Linked DNA regions of Mus musculus: region 1 is linked to region 2. A link is a contact called in public promoter capture Hi-C data. All regions are on one chromosome and are shown on one strand. The core of a region is the stretch at or near the end of the contact, and the rest is flanking DNA. Distances in the headings are between cores, read along the strand shown.

Evidence for each region. Capture Hi-C pulls out chosen DNA fragments and counts their contacts.
Region 1: a promoter capture Hi-C map of pancreatic islet shows a contact between it and region 2. The contact joins two enhancer-like sites. A contact is called at or near these places in 1 of 39 promoter capture datasets (liver), 8 of 484 Hi-C or Micro-C datasets (cerebellar granule neurons, cerebral cortex, cortical neurons and 3 more), 2 of 115 datasets of contacts at active chromatin or transcription factors (embryonic fibroblasts and embryonic stem cells) and 2 of 9 other capture datasets (adipose tissue and pancreatic islet).

Annotation. Positions count from the first base shown.
Region 1 is chr7:144,298,730-144,304,623 of GRCm38.p6, forward strand. All of the region lies in intron 7 of Shank2 (SH3 and multiple ankyrin repeat domains 2), which reads left to right. Among named protein-coding and RNA genes, the nearest start is that of Gm14372, 110 kb to the right of the region's middle. Within about 2 kb of position 3,737, at least 4 of the 459 cell types and tissues checked have an H3K27ac peak or open chromatin away from gene starts, as enhancers often do. A contact at or near this core is called in pancreatic islet, where this site is marked.
Region 2 is chr7:144,413,260-144,419,251 of GRCm38.p6, forward strand. All of the region lies in intron 15 of Shank2 (SH3 and multiple ankyrin repeat domains 2), which reads left to right. It overlaps Gm34621 (a long non-coding RNA gene), which reads right to left. Exons shown (of 4, transcript XR_003946689.1): 1 at 5,186-5,992; 2 at 4,964-5,068; 3 at 2,415-2,509; 4 at 1,807-2,032. Among named protein-coding and RNA genes, the nearest start is that of Gm34621, 3.3 kb to the right of the region's middle. Within about 2 kb of position 2,757, at least 40 of the 459 cell types and tissues checked have an H3K27ac peak or open chromatin away from gene starts, as enhancers often do. A contact at or near this core is called in pancreatic islet, where this site is marked.

The DNA of each region.
Region 1 (5,894 bases), core at 2,487-4,986, 110 kb before region 2:
GCCTGTAACTTCAGCACTGGATGAGATGGAGAGGGGAGATCTTTGAGGCTCGCTGGTCACCAGCCTAAGTTCAGTGACAGACCCTCTCTCAGGGGAATAAATTAAAAATAAATAAATAAATAAATAAATAAATAATAGAGCAGGACACCCAGTGCCATCCTCTAGCTTGTGCAAGCTTACAAACATATGTGTACACATACACACACACACACACACACACACACACACACACACACACACACACACACGGAAAGGATTCCAGGATCATGTTTTCCATTAGAAACACTATTTTGGAATCCATACTGTTATGTTGCTGTTTGGGGTGTGAAATATGGATGATACTTGTCACCTAGCTAGTGATGCTGTTTCAGAAGGCTGTGGAGCCCTTAAAAGGTAGAAACTCAGTGGAAGAAGCAGGACTCCGGAGAAAGGGTCTTAAGGGTTATTTCCTGGTCTCTCTTGCTGTCCCATCTCTGTGTCCTAGTTAAGTGAGATGTAAAGCAGCTTCTGTGTGCTCTGATACCCACAGAGCCACCAATCTGTCCCTGTCATGATGGACAGGAATCATCTCGAGCCATGAGCCCAATCCCTCAGCTCCCTAAAGTTGCTGCCATAGTGATGAGAAAAGTAGTAAGCACATGTGTGCTGATGGTCTTAAGAGACAGGCCTCTGGGAAGTCATTAGGGTTAAATGAGGGTGGTCCATGACAGCCTTTGTGGCTTTATATAAAGAGGGAGAAAGATCTGAGCTGGCACACTTGTCCTGCCTCACCTCACCATGACCCAGCACGGGCCTTCAGCCAGATGTGGAGCAGATGCTGGCTCCATGTGCCTGGAATCCCCAGTCTCCAGAACCATGAGTCACATAAACATCCATTCACTATGAATTACTTGGGCCCAGGCATTTTGTTACAACATCTAAAAATGTAGCAAAGATGGCTTCTGGGAACATTTGTATTCAAGCTTTTATCTGAGCGCTTGTTTTCAGTCTGTTCACACCTGGTGAGTGGAGTTGCTGGATCACATGGCCAGTCTGTGCTCATCTGTGGATCAGTGCTCACTGTCCACTTAGCAAATATCTACCACGGACCCTCACTGTGCAGAAGCAATGGTAACTGGAGAGGAAACAAAGCCCGACCCACAGAGGCCAAGCTCAACACACAAGTCTTGCAACACAACACTTACTGCAGGAAACGTATGGACTGCAAGAACACAGCATTAGGCGAAATGTCTGTGTCTCCCGAGCACCCTCTCTGCAGCAAGCAGCTTTCTTGGAATTTCTCCTTCATACACTCACATGCTCAGTTTAGTTAAAATAGTTCTGTCTTCTCCTTTTTCTTTTTTGTTTTGTTTTGTTTTGTTTTGTTTTGTTTTGTTTTGTTTCTTGAGACAGGGTTTCTCTGTAGCCCTGGCTGTCCTGGAACTCACTTTGTAGACCAGGCTGGCCTTGAACTCAGAAATCCGCCTGCCTCTGCCTCCTGAGTGCTGGGATTAAAGGCGTGTGAGCTCAGGCATCCCTGGCAGATAGTGTCTCAGAGCCTCACCTGGAACGGAGCTGGAAAAATAATTCAGAGCAAGGGGAGGTGCTGACTTGGCAGGTTGAGCATCCTTGCAAAGTGAAGCTCAGCTCTGGCCCCAAGAACAGGCAAGATGAGGAGCCACCATGGCTTCTTGCAGCCTTCCGCTCTGGGTCTGGCTGAGTACACATCCGTGTCTGAGGGTTGGGTGCTTCTCTCAGCCCACAAGGCTTGCTGGCTGCTGTTGGGTACAATGATCCTCGAAGTCCTGGCTCACTCAGCAAGTAAAGCTCCTCAGTCACGGTCCAGGATCAGCCAACATCCTTCTTGGCCCTAATGATAAAAGGGGCACATGTCTGAGGTCCAAAAGGAGGTCGTGAATCTCCATGAGGCATGTGCAGAACATGGAGGGAAGTGCTCAGTGAGAATGTGCTGAAAGATGCATCCATTCACATGTCTGTCCACCTCCCAGCTCCCTTCCACCCTCCCATTCACCCATCCTTCCACCCATTCACTCATCTGTTCCTCCATCCATTCATCCATCCACCCACCCTCCCATCCACCCATTCACCCATCCAACCAATTTTGATCCAACAACCCACCCTCTCATTCATCTATCCATTCACCCATCTATTCATCCATCCATCCATCCTCACATACATACATACATACATACATACATACAACATACATACATACATACATACATGCTCCCATCTGTCTATCCATTCATCCACCCATTTTTCATCGATCCACCCATTCATCTCTCTGTCCATAAATTAATCATCCTATCCACTTAACCACCCATCAGTCTACCCAGAATTTATATCTCCATCCCTCCCATCATTCATTCATCTATCCACTCACCCACCAAGGGTCCATTCAGTCATTCAATTGGGGGTGTAGCTTATTGGTTCCCATCAAACCCTTCTTGTTCACATGATAAAGAAATGGGAGCCTTAGCTGATATGGTATATTTGTGGTGCAGATACTAGATGATAAGGAAAGACAGAAACAAGAAAGATGGGGATTTGGCAGAAATGATAAAGTAACAGCAGTAAAAAGCCCGAAGACAGATCTATTATGTACCAGTGTGTAGAGTCAATCCTCAAAGAGGTGGTGCCATGTGCTCCTGCTCAGATTCCTATCAGTAGCTAGGAAATACCACTAGAGATGGGAAACCTGAGAACCTCTCCTTGGCATGTGGACCTTAATTCTCTGGAACTCCTTCTCAGCAGCGACTGGGGCCACAGTGTGCATCTGAGTTACATATCTGGATCTGGATCAGCTTTGATATGTGGGCTGAGGGTTTGGGTTAGTGTCTGGTGACGTAGGTATGGGTGAGACCTGTAGCCCATGTCTCTGGCTCTGTCACACTCAGGGCTCAAGGACTTCCAAAGTAAAGCAACTGTAAAAGAAGAAACTGGGGGTGTAGAGGGACACTGGTGACATCATCACATGGGGAAGGCCCAGAGAGTTCTATGCACTGAGAGATGAGCTGTAGCCACAGGGTGCACCAGTGTTGATGGTGGACAACCTGCTCGTGCACCTGGGCTGGGACAGACTTGGGGGGAAGGGCTGGCAGTGCCTTTGACCAGCTGGCCATGTAGAGCCAGGCACGTCAGACAGCCAGATGGACCTTCCCCATCCTGCCCGGAAGAGCAAATCATTCCAGCCCACGGCACATGATGGACCACTGACAGAAATAAGCAGAGAGCATAAAGGCCCCAAGACATAGAAAACCAGAGCATTTCTAGACCTTTTGGGCACCATTCTGCAAGATGTTGGGTCTACATAGTGCTGAGGTCAATGGCAGTGAATGTTTCTGTCATCGTTCTGTGGGCGTGCTGTAGTATGCTGATGGTGCCAGCATCTCCTCACCCTCAAAGGCTCCAGGAGGGAAGCTAAGCACATGGGGAAACTGAGGGTGAGCATGATGTAGTCAGGAGATGTTATGGTAAGGCAGTGATGGGGCAGAACTCAAGCCCACATCCAACACTGGATCCACAGTTCCCAAACACTGTTATTCCAGGGCAGCAAAAACACTGGGGACTCTTGGGGATCCTGGCTACCCCGAGGTGGGGTCAGCCCAGCTCGCTCTGCCTAGCCTCAGCCTTCCAAGCTTGTCTCCACAAACCAGAAGTGGTCATTCGGTTGGTCACAGCACATGAGTTAACTCAACCTCCAGGCCTGGTGGCAGGCAGTGCACCCTCCAAACCATGGTATACGCCTCATTACCTCCTTGCAGTTATAATAGCAGTTCGGCCACTGTGGCACCCACACGGGGTGGGCAGTAATTTGTTTTAATTCCTGTGTTTGCCTGACCTCATCTGCTCCGGGAAGAAATCTTATTTATTGTCAGTTAACGTTCCCTGAGTGGTTTTGATGAGCCTTCCAGATAAAATGGCCTGAGCTGTCCTTCTGTTGGGTCCTTTTCCCCAGAGAGCAGGCTGAAGGCCCTGTGGCCATTCCTATGCCAAGCTTGTTCTCTCTTCTTGCCCCAGAATTCTGGCGTCTGGCTGCAGGGGCTTTCATAGACCCTGCCTCCCCCACCCCCATTCATGATGCTCCTTGATCTTTTGGTTAATTGCAGACATGTCTATCATCCCTGCCAGGTCATCTCTGTCTTTCTCATTTTCTGGTGGATATGTGTGTGTGTGTGTGTCTGTGTCTGTGTCTGTCTATGTCTGGGACACAGATGTGGGTCAAAAAAGCAGGAGCTGTTGTCTGTTGAGGACATGAACAAAGAAGGCATTAATGAGACTGGAAAGACAGGTTGATGGGTAAAATGGGTGCCATGCAAACCGAGGATCTGAGCTCGGATCCCCAGAACCTATGTAAAAATCTGGCTCTGGCTGTGTGTGTCTATTATCCCAGCACTCCCACAGAAAGACTGAAGGTGGAGACAGGAGGATCCCCATAAGTCTCACCATAGACTTGTGTTCATAGCAGTGCATGAGAAACCTTGTTTCAAGAAAGGAGAAGACACCAGGGGTTGTCCTTCACATATGACATGGCCTACATGTGCACATACATGCACCATACACACACACACAGAGGATTTTTGTTTGTTTTTTTTAATTTTGTTTTTAAGTAAAAATAGATGGGAATAAAATGACCTGAGCAAACTTGGGCTCTGAGACCAGGTGAGATTTGACAATCAGGGGTGTGTGGGTGGGTGTGTCTGTGTGTATGTCTGTATCTGTGTCTGTGTGTGCATCTGTATCTCTGTGTGTGTCTGTGTGTCTGTATCTGTGTGTCTGTATGTGTGTGTCTGTATCTGTGTGTGTCTGTATATATGTATGTGTGTCTATGCATATATGTGTGTGTATCTGTGTGTCTGTATATATGTGTGTGTATGTGTGTGTGCCTGTGCATTTCTCTGAGTGTCTGTATGTGTGTATATCTGTCTCTGTATGTGTGTGCCTCTGTGTATGTGTGTGTGTGTGTGTGTGTGTGTGTGTGTGTGTGTGTGTCTGTGTTCTCCTATTTGATAGGTCTCTTGTTGTTTGGCCACTGTGGATACCAAGCTACTTGGCCCATGAGCTTCCAAGGATTCTCTTGCTTCCACCCCACATCCTGTTGTGTTGCACTAGGATTAGAGACACACACCATGTCCAACTCTCTGTTGGTTCTGAGGATCCAAACTCAGTTCCTCACACATGTTTGACAAGTACTCCCCTTCCCCCCAAGCCATTTTCCAGGCTCACACAAAAGTTTCTAAGATGGGAGAGAGTGGAGAACAGAGAAGAGATGGTTCACAGGCAGCTGTGGTGAAGCTGCTGTGTTGGGATGGCATTCGTGCTTTCTTCAAAAGTTTGCACAAAATACTGCCCACACCCTCATGTGGCCAAGGATAGCTCTGATGTAGTCCAACACAAAACTGTAAGCTTAAAACACTATGAAGAGACTTGGTGATTTTTTTTGTTTCAGAGTGAACACTCAATGTCAAATGGCTGAAGAGATCATAAATACCAGGAAGAAATCATGAAAGGCAGCTGGGGTGGCAGCTGACACTGTGACCCTAGCACTTGGGAGGCCGTGGCAGGAGGATTGCCATGAGTTCAAAACTGGCCTGGAGTACATAGTAAATTTCAGGCTAGCCTGGTCTACAGAGTGAGAGCCTATCTTAAGAAAGGAAAGTTCTGGAAGAACTGAGACATGCCTTCTGATCATGGGGTTACCTTAAAACAGGGCAGGAAGGGAGTGAGGGAACAGGGACCCAGCTCTCTCCCTCCCCCTCCCCCTCTCCCTCCCCTTTCCCCTCCCCCTCCCCTTCCCTCCCTCCTCTCCCTCCTTCTCTCCCTCCCCCTCCCTCTCTCCTTTCCCCTTCCCCCTCCCCTTCCCCTCCCCCTCCTTCTCTCCCTCCCCCTCCCTC
Region 2 (5,992 bases), core at 1,507-4,006:
CTGCCCAGTCTTCAACAGGAGAAAAGCTGAGGTGGCCGCTGGCATTGGGAAGGTGCGGGGGGGGGGGGGGGGGTTGCAGGGGAATTCTGAATCGCAGCAGATGACCCTTGCTGCCTTTCTTTTTCTGGTTAGACAATGTCTGGTGGCTCCCAGGAGAGGGAAGGAGACTTACCCTCCACTGGGGGCTGGGACTATTGTCTTTCCCTACTCCAGGTAGGTGCCAGATGTGGGCTGGGTGCTCAGAGAGAGCATCACTAGCACTCAAAAACTGGCTCCACCCAGCCAGTCTATTCCTGGCGCAGACCTCTCAGAGCAAGGACTTTAGCCAACGCCTACAAAGGACCAACAAACATTGGCCATTCTGTCACATAGGTACCAGCAACGTGGCCATCAACCAGCAGAGAGAGAAATCTGAGGCAAAGAGTCAAAGGGACTGTATGGGAAGGTTCTAGAAGCTGAGGCTGGGGGTTGGCTTCGGAAAAAGGGATCACCACTGAAGACCATCTACAAGACTGAGCTCCTGGGAAGAAAGGAACCGCCATTAGACCTAGAACTCCCCTGCTAATGAGGGGAGAGATGACTGTTGTTGACCTCAAGCAGTAGAGGAAACACAGGCCTCTGACCCTCCTTTTCAAATCTAAGGATTGCACTGGGTTGGGCATGGGCTTAGGGTCCTGGGATGCCAGCAGCAACTGCGAGACACAGAGGGCCACAGGCTGGGGTAGCCGTTCACAGAACCATGCATGCATCCTGTATGGGATATGCAGGTGACCGAGCTCTGCCTCTTGCCTTGGTGCACTGGCCTCTTGCCTACATTGCTCAGACACCTCTCCGTTGCCTTCACTGCCAGGCCCAGGATGACAACTAGAGATTCACTCAGTCTGAGCATCTTGCTAATGCCACTTGTAAATGCTTCTAAAAGTTAAGTTGTGGACCACCCTGGGCCAAATGAGGTTCAGAATCAAAAGGAGAGAAAGAAAATGAAGGTTTCAAGAGATAACTGAAAGCTGGCCATGCTCTCTGACGTGACACACATTAAGGCAGAGAGACCCTGTTTCCTCAAGCATGACTGCTCACCAAGGAAAGCCTGGCTCTCAGCGTGTTCCTCAGTGGTTCCACCACATGGGCAAGAGCTTTGCTGTGCTTGTAAATTGAAATAATGGGCCTTTTGCTACTTGGCAGCTCCAAGAGACCTCGTCTTATGCTGGCACCAGGACAGGATCCAGGAAGAGCAGAGAGTTAGAAGGCCTGGCATTTGCTTCCTGGGGTGTAAGCAATCTAACTTTAGGATACCCGGGGTTTAGTATACCCAGTAGACTGACCCCAAGATCAAGACAGTGTGGAATTTAGACATATTTAACTACAAATATATTGAAAAAGTCAGCTGGAACTCTCTTTCAATATATTTGTGTATATGTTAGTGTATGATATCAGAGCCACTGAAAGACCATGGTGCAAAGCCGTGAGCAATTCTGGCTATAGGCCTGATGCTGAAACCTGTTCTCTTCCAGCATCCTTGGGAAAACCTCAGCTTGCGTTCATCTCCCCCTAGAGCACAGGGTAGGGAGTGCTCCAGGGAGTCCCCACCGCTCCTCTCCGAGGGTGTGGCGTATGCAAACATGGATATGCAAACATTTCATGGGTAACCTTGGCATGTCCTTCAGTTGGACAGGGCTTTTGGCTTTCAGAGCCTCCTGTCATCTGAATCTGGCCCACAGTGGAGGCAGCAGGCCTGACACACATTTTTACTGCTTCATGGATCTAAGCAGAGCACTTAGGTGTCCTGGTTAAAGTGCATAGGGCCAATGACGAGCCATGGTAGGGAGTTTACTAAGCTGCTACCACTGTCTACAGCCCAGTACCAAGCCCAAGAAAGAAGAGACAAGAGGACATCACCACAGAGGATTCTGCAGTACAGTCCTCCACAGCTGGGAAACGTAGTCATTGTCATCCACTCAGGCAGCTTGTTGATGGCCCAGGACACCAGGCGCCATATGGCACTCAGAATTTGTCATTTAAGAGAAGCACGTCCCTGTTAAGAAAGCATAGCCAGTGTTCCCTTGGGGAATGCCAGCTCTTGAGGTGAGAAATGGCCAAAACGAAACAACAGAACTATATGTAACAAGTACCACGGAGAAGACCAGGCTCCAAAAGGGCAGAACTAGGATGGAGCTGGCACTCAGAGGAAGGGTATTTCAGTGACCTAAAGTTCACACCGGAACCAGTTATGCAGAAACCAGAAGCATGGAGCCCAGGACATGATGGGTGGAGCATGTGAGGCTAGGCCAGATCAGACTCTCCATGCCCGTGGGGGGAGTCAGCGTCAACCCACCAGGCAGGGGAGTGGGCAGGCTGTGGGGACACAGGATTGCATCCAAGGGATGAAAACCACGCACAGACTTATCATGGCTTACCAGGAGTGGACTCCAGTTTGTTGACACTCCCGGGATGCGTGTCACATGAGGAAGATGCTTTCAAGGTCTGTGCTGAAGACAGGTGGTTTCTGTTGCTAGAGACAAGAGGTACCTTGGAGACACTGGAGAGCTAGACCCGGCTGCCTGTCTATAAGCACTGACTCCTCAAGCTGGCTGTGACCAGAGACCAGCCATCACATCACTCAACAGGATGAAACCTGTTCTCTTCCAGCATCCTTGGAAAAACCTCAGCTTGCGTTCATCTCCCCCTAGAGCACAGGGTAGGGAGTGCTCCAGGGAGTCCCCATGGCTCCTCTCCAAGGGTGTGGTGTACACTCTACTGCCAGCACTTTGTGGTGAGTCCACAAGGGGCAGAGTTCGGCCTTCACCTTTCTGAAGCACACAGGAAAGAAACAGTGGTACTGAGGAGGTACAGACACCCAAGGTCCCTGGGCAGGCAGCGCTCCAGGTGCTGATGGGGCTTCACTCAATCCCTGCCACCCCTGCTGTCCTCCCAGGGCAGTCCTCCGACCCTGGCCATTGTCCTCTGGCTCTCAGCTGGGTCACCAGTATTAATCAATACGATTGTTAAACTGCTGTGACCACCTGGTCCTAGAGCATGGGCTTCTGTTTCATGACGTCTCAAGCTCTCTGCACTGCCACACAGCTCTGGTACCTCAGTCACCAAGCAAAGCAGGAGGGTGATGGCACTGCCAGGGAGCAGCACTCAGTAGTGAGGTGAGCCCTGCTGGGGACAGCCTGGCACTTCCTGCCACTATCCACATATTAAGGTGACTAGTCTGCCAGAGTCTCTTCCTTTGACCACCAAACAAACGGCAGGTCTCCTTTTTAGAACATATTTATCTATTTGTATGTGCAGTGGATGTTTTGCTTGCTTGTGTGTGTGTGTGTGTGTGTGTGTGTGTGTGTGTGTGTGTACGTACGCCATTTACAGGTAGCACTTGCAGGGGCAGAAGAGGGCACTGGATCCTCTGGAACTGGAGTTACAGATGGTTGAACCATGTGTGTGGGTTCTGGGAAATGAACCTGGGTCCTCTACAAAAGCAGCCAGTGCTCTAAACCACTAAGCCGTCTCTCTAGACCCGTCAAGTCTTCTCTCTTGGTCTCATCCCTCTTTTGACAAGATCCTATCACAGGTAAACAGTTCTTCCTGAAAGTAGGTGCCTTCCTGTCCTGGCAACTTGTGAGCAGGGTGGGAACCCAGACAAGTGTGCTGAGCCTGAGACAGCTTCCTCGGCAGGAAAGCAGGCAGTGTCCCACAGCCATTCCTTCTGTGGTTATGTATTCTGTTCCCATTCTGGAGAGAGGCGTGGAGTGAGCAGAGTCCTCACAGTTCTCTGAGCCTGTGGTGACTGCAAGGCACCAGGATCAGAAGTGCTGAGGGGGTCCCAACTTCTGAGACTCAGGCAAACACATGACCTGGCTCTCCTTCCCGTGCCCCATTTGTGGAAGCCTAGATAGGCAGAGCAGCTTCATAAGAAAGCAGGCTGATGCCCAATGGGGTTCTATACCTGTAATGCCAACGCTAGGGAGGCTGAGGCAGGGGGATTTTGATAAGTTCTAAAATAACCTGGGGCTACAGTGAGACTCTGTCTCAAGTCACTAAAAAGAGGAGAGAGAGGGGGGAGGAAGGAGGGAAGACAAATAGCTTAGAATTTAGTGGCTCATACAGAGGGGAGCCTGGGACTGAGGGTCCATGCCTCAGAACCCTAGCATTAGTGCTGGCCCCTGAGGAGCCTCTGGCCCACACCTCTGCTCAGGTTCAAACTGAGTAACCACAGTGTGAGTCTGGTTGCCCTTCCATCTCCCCAGCTCATCAGCTCCTGCCAGGAAAGACAGGTGAAGAGCGTCTGTGAGCAGCTGGATTCGCTCTTGGGCTGGTTTTGTTTTGTTTCTTAATTCTCACATTTTTTAAATGAATTTGATTTTAAAAGCAGGCTAGAGATGATCCTCCCAGAGGCGGGTGTTTGTGAGTGTGTATCTATTCTAAATCAGGGTAACAGACTTCTGTATATGCCGCCCAGCAGCCCCGCCGTTGCCTAGCAACATAATGATCTGCGCACACGGGAGGATCCTGTGAGTCATCACTGTGTGATTCACCAGGAAGGAGGCAGGCTACCCAGAAGGTGCAGAGCAAAGCCGGCAGGCAGACCAGTCCAACTTAACTCAGCAGTTGTCATGCTGGGTGGGGTACCGGTAAGCCCCAAGCATGTGGCCGGACCAGATCCATGCCATTAGCCACTAGGCTGGTCACCATGTTGGGGTGTAAACGTGATACAGAGCCCTAGCCTGGGCAGGTTGGCCTGGGTCCACTGGGAACAAGATTCATTCTTTCCAAGTCAAAGCCAAGTGAGGGAAATAGCTGTGGGCCACTTGTCAGAGATCCTTTCTTTCTTCCGCAGTGCCTCATGGCACGCCAGAGAAGGCAAAGAGTAGTTCCCTTGCTCGTATGAGTGCCTGCCCCAAGCCCCCTGGGCTGCCTGCCAAGAGGGCTCTGAGGTGCATTGTTCAGCCAGGGTTCAACCTACCATGTTTCCACCCGTGAGGAGGCTGCTGCCTCTCCTTGCTTTCCAGTCAGTTCTGCAGTGTGGTCTCAACCGTTCCCTGTGTCGTTTCCATTTGCTCCCATGGTGCTGTTTGCAGAAGAGGGTCATGCTGAGCAGAAGTAAGTGCGGCGGCCTGACCAGATTTGTGTGTCCGTCCCGTCCCCCCCCCCCCCCCCCCCCGTGTGTCACTGTCTCTGCTCCTACCTCTGCTTCCCAGATTCAGCTGCCTGCTGGCTGAATCCGTCCTGACCAGAAGGCCAGCCCAGTCCAGGGTGCTGGCTTAGAGACCCTTCAGAGCAGTGCCTGGGTATCTGCTGGCCCTCAGGGGACTGGCATGCCAACCACATGGCTCCAAAATAAGGGTCAGGCCAGTGCTGGGCACAGAACTTCACAGCTCCCTCCCAATCCTTCACTGCCTTACTGGCACTCAGGAGCTCCTGTAGGACACCCCCTGCCTCCCCCATCCTGAAGTATCACATGCTAGAAATGTGCCCCCCTCCCCAGTTGCAAAGAGCCCCTGGGCAACTTCAATGCTTATCCAGGCTGAACCTGGAATGGCTTACCCTACAACCAGGAAATCGTTGGGTGACATAGCATGTTCTGCAGACCCTTAACATGTCCCTGGCCCACCTCTCCATGACTAACTAAAGCTGAATCTTTAGAGTTCCCCCGAAAGCTGCAAAGCCCAGATGGGCTTCAGGACCTTAACTTCATGAGCTGCCTCAGTCCTGTTAAGATGACCCGCACACTGCAGGGACAGGCTCTCTGAGCAAACTTTGGTGGGAGGGCACTCTTGGACTTACAGGTACCTACAGTTCCCAGAAGCCACTGCTGCAGGTCCAGTGCTCCCACCCACAGCAGAGTCCTAGTCCACTGAACTCACACCTGCAATGTCCAGGTCTCCCCTGCAATGTCCAATATTTGAAGTAATCATTGCTAGCCCTAGTAGGAATAGTCCATAGAACAGAGAGGTCACCTGCTAATGGCTTCATCCAGACACACAGCAGGCTA